Linked DNA regions of Sus scrofa: regions 2 and 3 are each linked to region 1. Evidence: chromatin contacts called from public promoter capture Hi-C data. All regions are on one chromosome and are shown on one strand. The core of a region is the stretch at or near the end of the contact, and the rest is flanking DNA. Distances in the headings are between cores, read along the strand shown. Region 1 holds the start of HP1BP3 (heterochromatin protein 1-binding protein 3). Region 2 overlaps ECE1 (endothelin-converting enzyme 1). Region 3 holds the start of EIF4G3 (eukaryotic translation initiation factor 4 gamma 3).

Evidence for each region. Promoter capture Hi-C pulls out the DNA fragments that hold promoters and counts their contacts.
Region 2: a promoter capture Hi-C map of liver shows a contact between it and region 1, with 4 times the contacts expected there. The contact joins the enhancer-like site here to the promoter of HP1BP3 in region 1. A contact is called at or near these places in 3 of 5 promoter capture datasets (fetal liver, liver and skeletal muscle), 10 of 47 Hi-C or Micro-C datasets (alveolar macrophages, embryonic fibroblasts, fetal heart ventricle and 3 more) and 2 of 2 datasets of contacts at active chromatin or transcription factors (alveolar macrophages and skeletal muscle).
Region 3: a promoter capture Hi-C map of fetal skeletal muscle shows a contact between it and region 1, with 6 times the contacts expected there. The contact joins the promoter of EIF4G3 here to the promoter of HP1BP3 in region 1. A contact is called at or near these places in 5 of 5 promoter capture datasets (fetal liver, fetal skeletal muscle, liver and 1 more), 15 of 47 Hi-C or Micro-C datasets (alveolar macrophages, brain, embryonic fibroblasts and 8 more) and 2 of 2 datasets of contacts at active chromatin or transcription factors (alveolar macrophages and skeletal muscle).

Annotation. Positions count from the first base shown.
Region 1 is chr6:79,005,653-79,010,018 of Sscrofa11.1, forward strand. It overlaps HP1BP3 (heterochromatin protein 1-binding protein 3), which reads right to left and starts at 2,269. Exons shown (of 12, transcript XM_021097635.1): 1 at 2,125-2,269.
Region 2 is chr6:79,406,522-79,410,887 of Sscrofa11.1, forward strand. It overlaps ECE1 (endothelin-converting enzyme 1), which reads right to left. Exons shown (of 20, transcript XM_021097679.1): 20 at 1,801-4,324. The coding sequence ends at 4,148. Among named protein-coding and RNA genes, the nearest start is that of EIF4G3, 27 kb to the left of the region's middle. Within about 2 kb of position 2,155, at least 3 of the 83 cell types and tissues checked have an H3K27ac peak or open chromatin away from gene starts, as enhancers often do. A contact at or near this core is called in liver, where this site is marked.
Region 3 is chr6:79,379,876-79,384,241 of Sscrofa11.1, forward strand. It overlaps EIF4G3 (eukaryotic translation initiation factor 4 gamma 3), which reads right to left and starts at 2,187. Exons shown (of 34, transcript XM_021097671.1): 1 at 1,983-2,187; 2 at 1,462-1,633.

The DNA of each region.
Region 1 (4,366 bases), core at 1,019-3,518:
CAAATCAATCTGTTACCTGTGGTTTATGTGGTCTTCCTGTGATCATCAATCTGTTTTTACATTTTAAATTTAATGTCATATGAATAATATATAAGATTTGCTTTTGTTGAGGGAAATGCTAAGTTGTTTAAATGCAAGCAATGGAGAAAAGGTTGTAAAAGTACAAAGTCCATAATTGCTGAGTTTTAATTTACCTTCTCTACATGAAGAGAAAGCACTAGAAAAATAAGCGTAAGTTTAAAATGTGTTTCAGTTTAATGATATCCTTGAAAACATGCATTTTAGGAAAAATACAATTATTTCATATTTTACCATAAAATGTCTGCAATATAATGTCATTAGCTATGCGCTGAATACAACAAATTGTTCCCAATCTAATGTCTTTCATTATATTCAGACTTCACTGGTAATGTCACAAAAAGCATGCCTATAATTTGCTGGCAACTTCTTTCACATTTCAATAAACCAAGTAATTCAGTATTACTTAATTAGTGTCTGTCTTGGGCATAGATGCTAAGGACACTACGGGAATCCTCACAAGATAAGCATAACCTAACTGGCTGAAGAGTTAGGATTTTCATCTAAACACGAAGAAGAGTTCAGGACACTTGCTCCAACTTGCCGTCTTCAGTCTTCCAATTAAGCTTAGAAAGAAAGCCAACAATATCCTCTAAAATATTACTTCTGCTTTGAAACACGTTACACTAGACTTTTGGAAAGAGCAATAAAAACTTTAAAAGCTCTGAACAGGTTTATGCCTTTCCAGATGAAACAAATCTATCTTCCAAAATTAAACTAGTCACGTCTAACTTCACTCTAAGACAAGCCGGCTTGTCAGTAAAGTTCCAGGCGAATTCCTGGGTATATTTCTAACTAATTTTCACTTTTCAATGTAACGAAAAGTCAGGAAGCATAATAAACCACAGAGAGAAAATGCCTATGCGGAGAGGGCGGTAAGGTTCACCTTGCGCAGTCCTTTGTGCAGGGGAGCGCACTCCCTCAAAAAAGTTGTGACTCGTTCTCCATCACAGTAGTCAATTCGGTATCAAAACTCTGAAACCGGGCTCTCACTCGACCACTCCTGCCTCCATCTCTATACAAACGCTCCTAGTCACAAGTTGGACTTTGTTAACTAGAACCACACCGTCTAAGGAGCGGTGAGCAACAAGCTCTAGGAAAGCCATACGGGAAAACGAAAGCTTAGGCCCGCGTCGCAGCAGCAGCGGCAGCGGCAGCGGCAGCAACAGCAAAAGGCTTTTCAGGGACGCCAACAGCTGACAGCGCGCCCAGACCGCCGAGAGACTGGGCAAAGACCAGCAGAGACAAAGGCAGGGAGCGGCCGGTGTGCTGCGCGAGCACAAGGCGGGGGAGAGCGGAGCTAAGATGAAGACTGCGAGGCCAAGGAGGGCGGGCTCAGCGGCGGCGGACACCGAGGACACCGGCTGACAGCTCGGGCTCACGCTGCGGAAGGCACGCTGGGAGGCCCACGCCGCGATCCGGGCAGCGCCCGCCCGCGCGAGCCAAGAAGCGGCGGACCGTGGGCACCAACGCCCCGCGCACTCACCGCTGGGAGCTCCGTAATGGCGGCGGCGGCGGCGGCAGGGGCGGAGAACCCGGGGGGGCGGGACCGCCGCAGCCAGTCACCGCCGCCGGCATCTTTCGAACCGGCCCGGAAAACCGCTGAGGGAGTGGGGTGAAGGGGAGGGCGGGGGCGGACGTCGGGGGTCCACCGCGGGGCTCCGGAGCATGCGCAAACTCTCAGCCAATCGGAGCGGGCGGGAGGACGCCAGCGCAGGCGCACTGGGACGCAGGGCCCTCGATCAGGGAAGAGCTCCCCCACCTTCCCCTAGTCCAAACAAAACAAGGGCGGGAGCGCGCGTGCCAGAGGGCCCCGGAGGAGGCTTCAGCTCAAGGGGCAGGGGGCTAGGTCGCAGGGGGGAGGGATGGGGGGGGCGGAGCGGCCGGGGAAGGCAGACAAAAGGCACCACCTCCAGGGACGCGGGCGCCCCGCCCCCTCCGCTCAGGGAGCGGCGGCGGCGCCCCGGGCAAGCGTCCTCTGCCACTCGCCTTCGGGTCTAGCCGACCCGCGCCCACTCCCCGTCCGCCTGTTCCGTACTGCGTTACCTCTGCGCTCCCCCCTTCCTGGCGCCCGCGTCCCGCACAGCTTCTCAACGCCGCTGTCGTAGCCGCTCGTCACCACCGCCGCCGCTGTCCTCCAGGCCCAGCCGCCGAGCTCTGCCGCCCCGCCCCCCTGCCCGCGGCCCCGCGCGCGCGCTCGCGCGCGCCCCCTTTGCCAGCCCCGCCCCCCCCGCGCGCCGGTGGCCGCGCCCCGAGCCCGCGGGAGCGAAGGGAGCGCGCGAGATTTGCCTCCCCGGTCGGGCGCGCGGGGGCGCGAGAGGGCGCTCCGGGACGCGGGGACGACCCGGCTGGGGTCTGTGTCCGCGCGCAGCTTTCGCCGGCGCTGTGCTAGTGGCGCGCGTTAGCTTGGGTGGTGAGGTTTCGCTTCCTCGGAAGGACACTCTTTTCACTTACACTTCTGTGGTCTATTTCAGTCCCCGGTCTTAACTGGGCTTTGGCTTTGGCGATCCGCCTGCCTGCCGTTAGAGGGGTTGGCATTTCCCGCTTCTCAGTTTAGCTTCTTTGAAGACCGTGGAATAATTAGGAATTCAGCGGAAAGTTCATTTCCTCTCATTCGTTCCCATTAAGTATCCATACAGTACAGGGCAGAGTAATGGCTCAGGAAAAGAACTGTGAAAGTTGATTTTCTAATCATGAGTCTTCCCTGGCTCCCTAATCCGCAAACGCGGGAGGGTTCTCAACAAGGAAACCTTGGGATTAGAAAACGGAATTCCCTAGGAAATGTCATATTAGGTTGGTATCAGCGTACTTAGGCTACGTATTGTTAAAAAGTGTAACTTTTCAAAATCAGTTTGGGAAAATTCGATGTATCTCCAATAGTAGGTGTTTTGTCGGGGGTAGAGAGGGTTTGGGTAATGAATATAGGGAAATAATAAGCACAATTGCCTTGAGGCTCACAGTAGTATGACTAATTCTCAAATGCATGTTCCTGTCATTTTAAAGATTTGTGAAATCATTTAGCTCAGTCCTCAGGCTCTGCCATTAACTGTCTCACCAGCCTTCCCAGGTATAGCCATCTACTCCATCTGTTCCAAGATCAGCTGTATAAAAATTTAACCACCACACCACCACCAATTCTTTACAAGGTGTTATCATTAACATCCCGATTACATTACCAGTGCCCTGGTGTTCTAGTGTCAGGCTAAACATGTTCACAAGGGGTTTTGGTTACTTTGTGCCATTTCTTCAACCTACTCATTTCCTTATCAACATTTCTATCTTTTGTCTCCCCCCCCCCTTTTCCCTCTTTTTTGGCTGCCCTGTGGCTTATGGAGTTCCTGGGCAGCGATCAGACCTGAGCCTAGATTTTTTTTTTTTTTAATTTGCTTTCTTTTTTTTTTTTTTGTCTTTTTGCCTTTTTTCTTGGGCCGCTCCCATGGCATATGGAGGTTCCCAGGCTAGGGGTTGAATCGGAGCTGTAGCCACCAGCCTATGCCAGAGCCACAACAACGCAGGATCCGAGCCATGTCTGCGACCTACATGGCAATGCTGGATTGTTAACCCACTGAGCAAGGGCAGGGATCGAACCCGCAACCTCATCGTTCCTAGTCAGATTTGTTAACCACTGCACCACGACGGGAACTCCTGAGCCCAGATTTTTATGTGTGTGTACTTTCTAGGGTTACACCCGCAGTATATAGAGTTCCCAGGCTAAGGGTCGAATGGGAGCTACAGCTCTCAGCCTACACCACATCCACAGCATCTGAGCTGCATTTGTGACCCACACCACAGCTCACAGCAACACCGGATCCTTAAACCACTGAGCGAGGTCAGGGATCGAACCTGCAACCTCAGTTGGATTCATCTCTGCTGCGGGACTCCCATGAGCCAGCAGTTTTCTACCTACACTGCAGCTGTGAGTACAGGATCTTTTAACCCACTGTAGGTGCCAGGGATTGAACCTGCATCCTGGCGCTGCAGAGATGCTGCTGATTCCGTTGTGCCACACAGTAGGAAGTCCAATCTCCCTTTGTAAAGACTCTTCCATGTTTATGTATTCAAATACTTAAAACATCCTATCTTTCCTCTTTTTCCCTCAAATGTCTGTAGCCCCATCTCATGCAAGAAGTTGACACACAGGTAAGAGAAAACTAGATTTCTCCTCTCCACAGATTTTTTATTTTAAAAAACACACAAACACAAACCTTACTCTGTTGTTTGCAATATATACACCTGAGGGAAAACCCTGAAACAAAATTATTTTTCAAGAGGGTGCACATGGAGGCTT
Region 2 (4,366 bases), core at 905-3,404, 400 kb after region 1:
CGTTCCACTCAGGACAAGCAGGAAAAGGGCTTCGACGGTTTAAGGTGCAGAGAAGAGGCTCCTAGTGGGAGAGGGAGTGGTGGGGAGTGCTATGATTTTACAGAGCTCACTCTTCTGAGGACGGGGCTTGGAGGGGATGAGGCCGAGCTGCCCAGGTCATGGGCTCACACGCACCTGCAGGCAAGCGCATACCTCATGTGAACCTTCTGAGGCGCTTCCAAGTGCATCAATGTCTCAAGCATCCTCACACCTCCCGATGTTTGTGGGTCACAATAAAGAGAGAACTAGTTGTCCATTTTATAGCTAGAATAACTGGTTTAAGAGCAGGGAAATGACTCACTCCTTTTCTTTTTGGACTACTCCAAGGCATATGGCCATCGATCAATCCAAGCCACAGCTGCGACCTAGGTGTCCCAGTGCTGTGGAGACACTGCTGATCCTGTTGCACCACAGCGGGAACCCTTCACTCCTTTTCAAAACAAAACAGGGTAAGGGGTTTTGCCCCTTGAATAGGAGCTTGCTAAGGCCATCACTCCATCCACTTTGAGGTCTGAATTTCAAACCTCCCCCTCAGTCAAGGCTCAGTTGAAATCTTCCCCCTCTAGGAAGTATTTTCTGGTACCACCTCTCCCACCCAAGCCGACTGCCTTGGTGTGTTTAGAGAATGATCCCCTCAATCACATGTTACTTATGGATGTCTGTGCATCCATCCATCCATCCATCCAAAAGCCACTGGCCAGTCCTGTGCCAGGCCCTGGGCTGCTGGAGATGGTTCAGACAACTACACAGCCTGCAGAGTTGGAGCCTCTGTGTTATGATGGGTTGAACTGTGCCTCCCCTCCCCAAATTCACAGGTGGAATCGAAACCCCCAGTACTTCAGAACAGACAAGGTCATTGCTGATGTAATTACACAGCTAAGATGGGTTTTATGGCTTTGTAAAACCGGAGGGAAATTTGGATATGGAGACAGACACACCCACAGGGAAAACACCTTGTGACATGTGGGCAGAGCCTGGGGTGATGCTTCCATATGCCAAAGAGCTCCACAGGCTGCCAGCAAGTCACCAGAACTGGGCCAGAGGCCTAGGTTCTCTCTCACACCCCTCAGCAGGAACCAGTTCTGCCAACATCTTGATCTCAGACGTCCAGCTTCCAGAACTGTGAGACAATACATTTCTGTTGTGTAAGTCACCACGTTTGAGATACTTCCCTATAACAGCCCTGGCACTGGTAGGACAGTGTCTCTGAATGAGCCACCTGATCTGGACTAGAGGTCAGGAAGGGCTTCCTGGAGGTGACACTGAGCTGGGCATTGAAGGGTGGGTAGGAGTTTTACCAGGGACAAAGAAGTCAGGAAAGAGTATTCCAGGCAGAGGGAAGAACATATGCACAAGCCAGGAGGCAAATGTATGTCAAAGACTCTTCCTTGAACTTCTTTGAATTCCTCTACTCCTGCTCGTCCTGCCCAAGCATCTGAGGCTTTGAAACCCACTGCTCTGCTACTGTCCTTTGCTCCAAGGTTATGGAAAAATTATTTTCACCAGGAGGTCCCTTGAGTCCATGGGGTGACATGCATCATTCTCACCAGCAGGGGGCCCTCACCGGACCATATTGATGAAGGGAGAGTGGCCCGGTGGGCACAGGCGCCGAGTAACATGTTGGCGTTTGTCAGGGTCCAAGGCTTCTGCTCCGGGAGATGCAGCTGGCCTTTGGACACTAGCGGCTCTGGTGGCCCGGGGCACTCCCACCGTGTCCCAGGACACACACCACCCAAGGGAGAACACACACTCAGTCACTGGCCCTCGGTACAAGTACTTTATTTCAATTACAAGAGTGCCACACCCAAACTATAGTAGCACAAAACATGATACAAAAAATAGATTCCCAGCTCCACCACCACCCCCATCCACGTCCCCACAGGGAAGGCAGCCTCTGGCTCCCCAGGCCAGGAGGAGGGGGGTCTCAGAGGGCACAGGGGGCAGCTGCCCGAAGCTCTGGAGCGGGGAGGGGAGTGGGCTGCTTCCTTTGCTTCCAGCCCTGCTGGGCCCGAGCCCTCCTCTCCCTGGCCCCTGCCACTCCCTGAGGTGATGGGGGCAGAGGACGCGTCCTCTGCCCGGACCCTCAGCCCTAAGCCACCTGCTTCTGGCTGGCAGGTCCCGGTCTGCGGTGCCAAGACACACAAGGACTGTGACCCTCCACACAGAAGGCTGGGGGGCAGGAGGGTGGGGGCGAGGGGGTGTGGGGAAGGCCCAGGCCTGGGAGAGCTGGCCTCCCCATGGTGGGCTCCTGACTCCAGCTCCTCCTCAGGCCCCTGTCCGAGCTTTCCTCTGAAGCCGGACCAGGCCTGCTGCTTGTGGGGACCAGGGCCTCATCTGGAGCCTGCACCCAACACCCCTGCCCCCTCTCCAGGGCTGATCTGATGGTGGGCGAGGCAGTGGCCCAGCTGTCTGCCCTCTCGGGCAGGGAGAAGTCTGGCTCCTGCTGGGAGGGGGTCAACCCAGGGGCCTGGGCTGCCAGATGGGAGGGCGACGTGAGCTCCACCAGGTGGGGGCGCTCCCGACCTGCTGTCCAAACTGGCTGCAGTGGGGAGACGGCATTCCTGGTCCCCTGACACCTTGGGCCAGATGGAGCAGGTCGGGGGAAGCTTCCCCCTGCAGTCTCCTGCAGCTGAAAGCACCCCCCAGGAAGAGTGGGTCTGGCTACAAGCATTGTCTTGAGTTAACCCAAGGGGCTGAGGGTGGGACGGAGCCCAGAGCAGGTTCAGGGGTTCCTCAGGCTCCTGACCTGTGGGCCAGAGCTTCCAGGCAGCTGCATGGGCACTGGGAGTAGGGTGTATGGCCTTATGTTCCAGTCAGGAAACTTGGGGTCTTTACTGAGAAGGCCAAGGGGCTCCGGGGGGCAGAGGTCTGTCTCCTTGTGGGAGCCCGGGCGCAGCCTCAGATAAGGCACTAGAGATCGGAGGGGGGCTGGCTGTGGTCCTGGGGGCCAGGCCCAGGCCGGTGGTGGAGGACAGAGCTTGGAGGAAGGATTGGGTCCCTTGGAGATGAGAGCTGCTTTCTCTTTTCTTCAGCCCGAAGTGGATGGGATGCGGGAGGGGGGGGAAATGTAAATAACACGGAGAGGCAACAGGCCCCTAGACTGACACGAGGAGGCCAGAAGAAGCGGGTGGAAAGAGAGCATCCATGGCACAGGAGACCCCACCTGATGGGGGCGGGCCAGCCTCGCAGGGCTCCTGTGACCTGGGTCCAGGGTGCAGGGGTACCTCTAGGCAGGGTTCGAGAACCCTGACCTGGCCTTATGCAGCCATTAGTCTCCTGCTGCAACTTTGGGGATCAGCTCTCCCTTGTTGGGGTTCCCTCTGTTGGACACTAGGGACAGAGGCAGGCACACAGAGGGGGCAGTGCCAGAGGGCTGCCCCTCCCTCTGCCAGGCTTCCAGGCCTTGGCTCTCTGCACCAGGGGACCAAGAAGGGGGAAGAAGGCTGAAATCGCAGCCCAAGGGCGGAGGAGGCAGCTCTGTACTTGGGGACCTGCTCAGGGGCTGGGGACCCCGCTTCGGCCCAACCTTGCTGCGAGTGAGGAAGAGAAGGGCAGTAAATCAGTGGGGGCTTCCCTTGTCCACAGGTTATTTAGAAAAACAGAACGTAATAAATATACCAATCCTTTCCTTAAAAAAAAAAAAAAGTGTTTTAAATGCATTATTTCCCTGAAGACTTCCAGTGTATTCCACAATGTTTAAAAAAGAGTTTCCCCAAAAATATATCTTTAAAGCATTTGACACAGTGGTATTTGTGGTGTATCTGGCCCTGGATGTGGGCAGGAGGGCCATGTCCCCTGCCCTTGTGGGGCCCAGGCCTGGTGAGCCACCAGCCTGACACCCAAATGCTCGACAGAGTTGACACACATGAGCCTGGGCCCACAGGGTCTTCACAAGGGATCGAATCTCGGACGACGGTGAGAACCCGCATCACAGGCTTGGTTCCAGCTGAAAACCCTCCAGTGCAGGGAAGGGGGCCGGAGGTGGCCAAGGGGGCTGGGCGACGCCCTGGACGCTGGATGGAGGGGGCAGCCTGGCGGGCCCCGCCCTGGGGGCTCATCCTCAGTCCCTCCCCCTCTTCCTCCGTCTCGGCCTCTGGCGCTTGGCCCCTCACCAGACTTCACACTTGTGATGAGGGTTCATGGGCGAGCCGGGTGGGCAGTGGAAGTGTTCCGAGAACTCCTTGGAGTTGGAGATGGAGCCGATGACCCGGAAGCGGGAGGGGCTGTGGGGATCGGTGATGAGGCCTTCGTGGGAGCTCTCAGGTGTGCGGACAGAGCACCAGACCTTGGGGTGGGGCAGGGGGCGACAAGGGAGAGACCGGGGTCA
Region 3 (4,366 bases), core at 937-3,436, 370 kb after region 1:
GCACACTAAGATATCACTAACCATTCTCACCGGTGAACAATTCTTAATTGAACAGAATCATGCAGTTAACATTATGAAATCAGTACACACATCACACTGGAATGGAATTTATCTTACTCTGCGCCACACTGCTTGGATTGAAAAAAATGTGGATAACAACATTCAAAGAAAAGAGAAAATGACACTTGAAAGAAACCAAAACAATGACCTGAAATGACTTTAGAAGGGAGATACCTTTCCCTTCTCAAAGTAATGGATACAGACAAGAATCAAACTACAGACCGTGAAATAATCTGTGGACCTCACAGCAGTTAGTTTCGCATTTGCTTATTTGCTCAAACACCCTACTCTAAAAGTCAAACACACAATGACACGAACACAAAAACACAACACATCTACCATCCAATGATTATTTATTGATTTACACAAATACAACGGATTGGGGGGGAGGGGTGCATGATGAAATGTTATTCTCAGGTAGGTAATAATACCTCTCTAAATCTCCGTGGAATTCATGAACTCAACGTTTTACCTTCACCCGCTGGTTTTTAACTAAAATACCTCGTCACCAAGTCTTTCCAATCAAAGCTGTCCAAAAATTCTACAATCGAGCAAATAACATGAAATTAGACACATTCAATACTAGACTTTCCTCCAGGAGCCCTGGCACCCTCCAGACATGAGGCCTATGAAGAGTAAATTAAAGCCCTTTAAAAACAATCAGCATAACACGAGCCTTCCAAGAAGTGAGACTTTTGGGGGTGATGGGTAATGTCAGTTAACTTCCTCTTCCTTTAAAAAAGGTCAAAGACAGGGAAGCGTCCGGTGTAACATTTCCTCCTCAGATCGCGTTCCACCACAAACCACATCACAACTCTCCCAATCGCTAAAAAACATTAGCCAGAGGGAGTGCTTTCCGCAAAATTTCGCCATAGATTTAAAATCCAACTTACCTCCGGAACCAGCTGAGTTTAGTTTCAAACAGTAAAATTACCAATAAAGTTTCTTAGGTATTAATAATATTTAGGGAAGCCCACTATGCCCCGCTGCAGGGAGAGCTGAAGGGAGATGAGGAGGAGGGTGTAGCCCTCACAACAATCAGAGAAAAGCCTTCCCTGCAGGGCTGGTCCCGGGCACCAGCAAATTCGGCCTAATAAAGGGGGGGGGGGTGGGGAGGAGAGGCGAGAAGGGGGAAGGGTCCCCAGCTCCAAAAGGGAAGGGCTGCGGAAGCAAGGCCGACGGAGCTAGTTTTCACAGTAGTGCAGAGGGTCCCGGGGTCCCCCGCAGTGCTGCTGCCGGGTCACCCCAAAAGCTCCGGCCAAGCCGGGTGCGTGGGCTGAAGGAATAGTCCCTTCCCCGGCTGGGCTGTGGCTGCCGGCAGGAGGGTTCCCGGAGGGGCCTCAGCCCCCCTGGTCTGCGACGAAGAGAGCCGAACGGCCGGCAGGAAGGTGAAAAGGATACTGTTGGGGCGCCTGGGTCTGGAGGGCCCTGATGTTCGGGTGAGGAGGGGCCGCTGCCGCCGCCGCCGCCGCCGCCGCCGCTGCTGCCGCCGGGTGAGGAGGCGGTACCGCTGCTGCCGCCGCCGCCGCCGCCGCTCCGGTGCCGGGTCCGGTTCCTGCTGCAGCCGCTGAGCCTGATTTCAGAGCCGGTTTCTGCGGTAAACTCATGGCAAAGCGAAGCCACCAACCCCCCCAGAGCGGGACCGGGCGCGCCGGGGTGCAGGGGCCGGGGGCAGCGGGGGGGCGGGATGGGGGCAGACCCGGGGAGGCGGCGGGAGCGGGGGCCGGGGGGAGGCTGGGAGGAGGAGGAGGAGGGGGCCGGGGCCGGTCACACACGCCCGCCGCCGCCGCCGCCGCCGCCGCCGCCGCCGCCGGCAGCAGCAGCCGCCCCGCGGGCCAGCACCACCGGCTGCCGGTCTCCGTGACAACGCGACCCCGGGGGGGGGCCGGACCCGGCGGGGGCAGGAGGCGGAGAGACCGGACCTTTCACGGCAATATCCTCATGGGCCGGCGGCGGGGGGTCTTTATCCCCCTCCCCGGGGGAAGCGGCGCCCTTCTCGGTAGCGGGGCTCAGGCGATGCCGGCGGATTTTCTTCACTCAACGAGCAGAGCATCCAACATGGCGCTGCGGCCGCCTCCAGCAGTCCGGCAGGACGGCCGCTCGGAAAACTTCGGGCCTTTTCGGAATGGTTCGGGAGGCCGAGGGTGGGAAGCCCCTTCGGCTCTTTCCGGAGACTGGGAGCGGTCGGGATTCTTCGGAAATGCTCGGGGGCGTCTTCGGCCGCCGTTCGGGCGCTCTCTGGAACTGGCTCGCTTCCTCGGGAAAGATCGGCAAGGGGGCTTCCCAGGCTCGCTGCAGCCGGGGTGCGGGGCGGAGGGAGAGACCAAAGGCGAGGTCTGGTCTGCGAGAGCCCTCCCCTGCCGCCCACCTCGGAGAACAATGGTAAAGGCCCTCGAGCCTGCGGTCCGCAGAGCCCTGTCCGCCGAGGCGGGAGGCGGTGAGGCGAGAAACCTCAGTTACGGTGGGAGCAACCGCTTAACCAGAGTGGAACCGCTGGATAGGAACCTGCCGCGTGCACCTATTAGCATAACTAATAGCACTCGCTGGCCCTTAACGCTGATCCCGTCCATTGTGTCGACATTTCGCCCTTGTCCCCTCAGAGAGGCGAGTGGGATGAGGAGCCCCATTTCCAGAGCACCCTGAGGCTGGGAGAGGAAAAGTGACCGGCCCAAGGTCACCCAGCCAGGAAAGGGCAGAGCCAACCTGGATCTCACATCCACCTTCATCTGAAGGAATCTTGCCACCTCCCAAGTTGCCTGGGGACCTGATCTGCCCTGCCTTATCTAGTCAGCAACCTTAACTTAGGATTCTGTGGACGGATTCTTCCAAGGCCTGCCCCAAGACAGGAGCGCCCTTTGACCGGGGACCAGTGGTCGGCTCCCTGGGTCCTACTTGTTGATAAACTCCTTTTCTCACCAGCAGGACCGACCAAAACCATCCCACCCCCTCTGCAACACTCCTCCCCCAACTGGGGTCTTGTCCAAGCACAGGGACACTGAGTAGAAAGGAATTACAGAGAGATCAGGGAGCAAGCCAGGTAATAATGGTTACCAGACACATATTCATTATCATGCAGTCCTGTGAAGTAGGTAGTAATCATTTTACAAATGAAGAGACTGAGATGCTCATACTATCACACGACACAAGGAGCTGAGAAAATTGAGGCTCAAGAGGAAGGAAAAACTTTCCCAAGGTCACATGGAGAGTGTAGTTGGCAGAGACAACTACAGAGTGGGTTCTGCCTCCTGCTATACTGCTTCACACTGCCATTTTTTTTTCTTTCAATTCACATAAAGCTCTAAACATAGTAGGTGCTTAATTCTTAATAGTCCCTGGGAACCCCAAAAGCTCCTTCTCGGAAAAAGCATCTATCTGGAAGATGAGTCTGTGTCTTTCTGGTGAGGGTTCCTAGTGTTGAAAAGAAAGCATCATTCCCCATCTCCAGACAGAAGGCAGGAACTACTTCATCACCCAGAATACTGAACCATTTGGATCTGTGACAGCTGGTTACCTGGGATCAGATTCTCTTCTCTTTTCTAGACATGACTGACTCCAAGAAAAATTCTCAAGTGGTCCTGCCATCCCCAGATTCTCCTGCCATTCTCCAGATCTCAGACGTCCTCAGGTCAATGGAAACCTGTTCCCAGGAAAGAATTTGGCTTCCCTCTTACACTAGGGTGATAACAGACTGATAATTGCTTAATTGTTATTCTTTTCTGAGCTAGTTTCATTTTCTCACTTAATAGCTGCAAGCATCAGGCGATTACTGTGTGTCTGGTCTTTGCTAAGCACTTTATGAGCATTATCTCTCTTAAAACGGATAGACCTTGGGCAAAATGATGTAAAAGTCCCTGATAAGATTCTGGCCCCAGGCAATCCATTCGGAAGGCTTATAGGGAGCAAAGTCAAATAGTAGAGTGCTCTCCTTTCATCCAAAAGCCTAGTCCTGTTCAACACATCCCAACTAACACAGAGTGGCTATGTGTTATTGAACACCTACTGGGTGCCAGGGTACAACTCTGTGAAGTATTATGCTTAGATTAACTCATTCACCTCAGCAACGCTTCAAGGTTATGATATTCCATTTACAAATAAAGAAACCCAGGCTCAAAGATGTGAAGACGGAACTTGTATAACTTTCAAGTGAAAACAGTCATTCAAACCCGGGTATCTGACTCAGTTCTGATCTGCCACATTGCCTTCTACAGGGCATCTTCTCCATAGTAGCCAAAAGCACCTTCAACAAAGGAAGCTGATTTTGTAAAGTGGTCTGCTGAGAGTCCTCCATAGCTTCTCATTGCCTTCG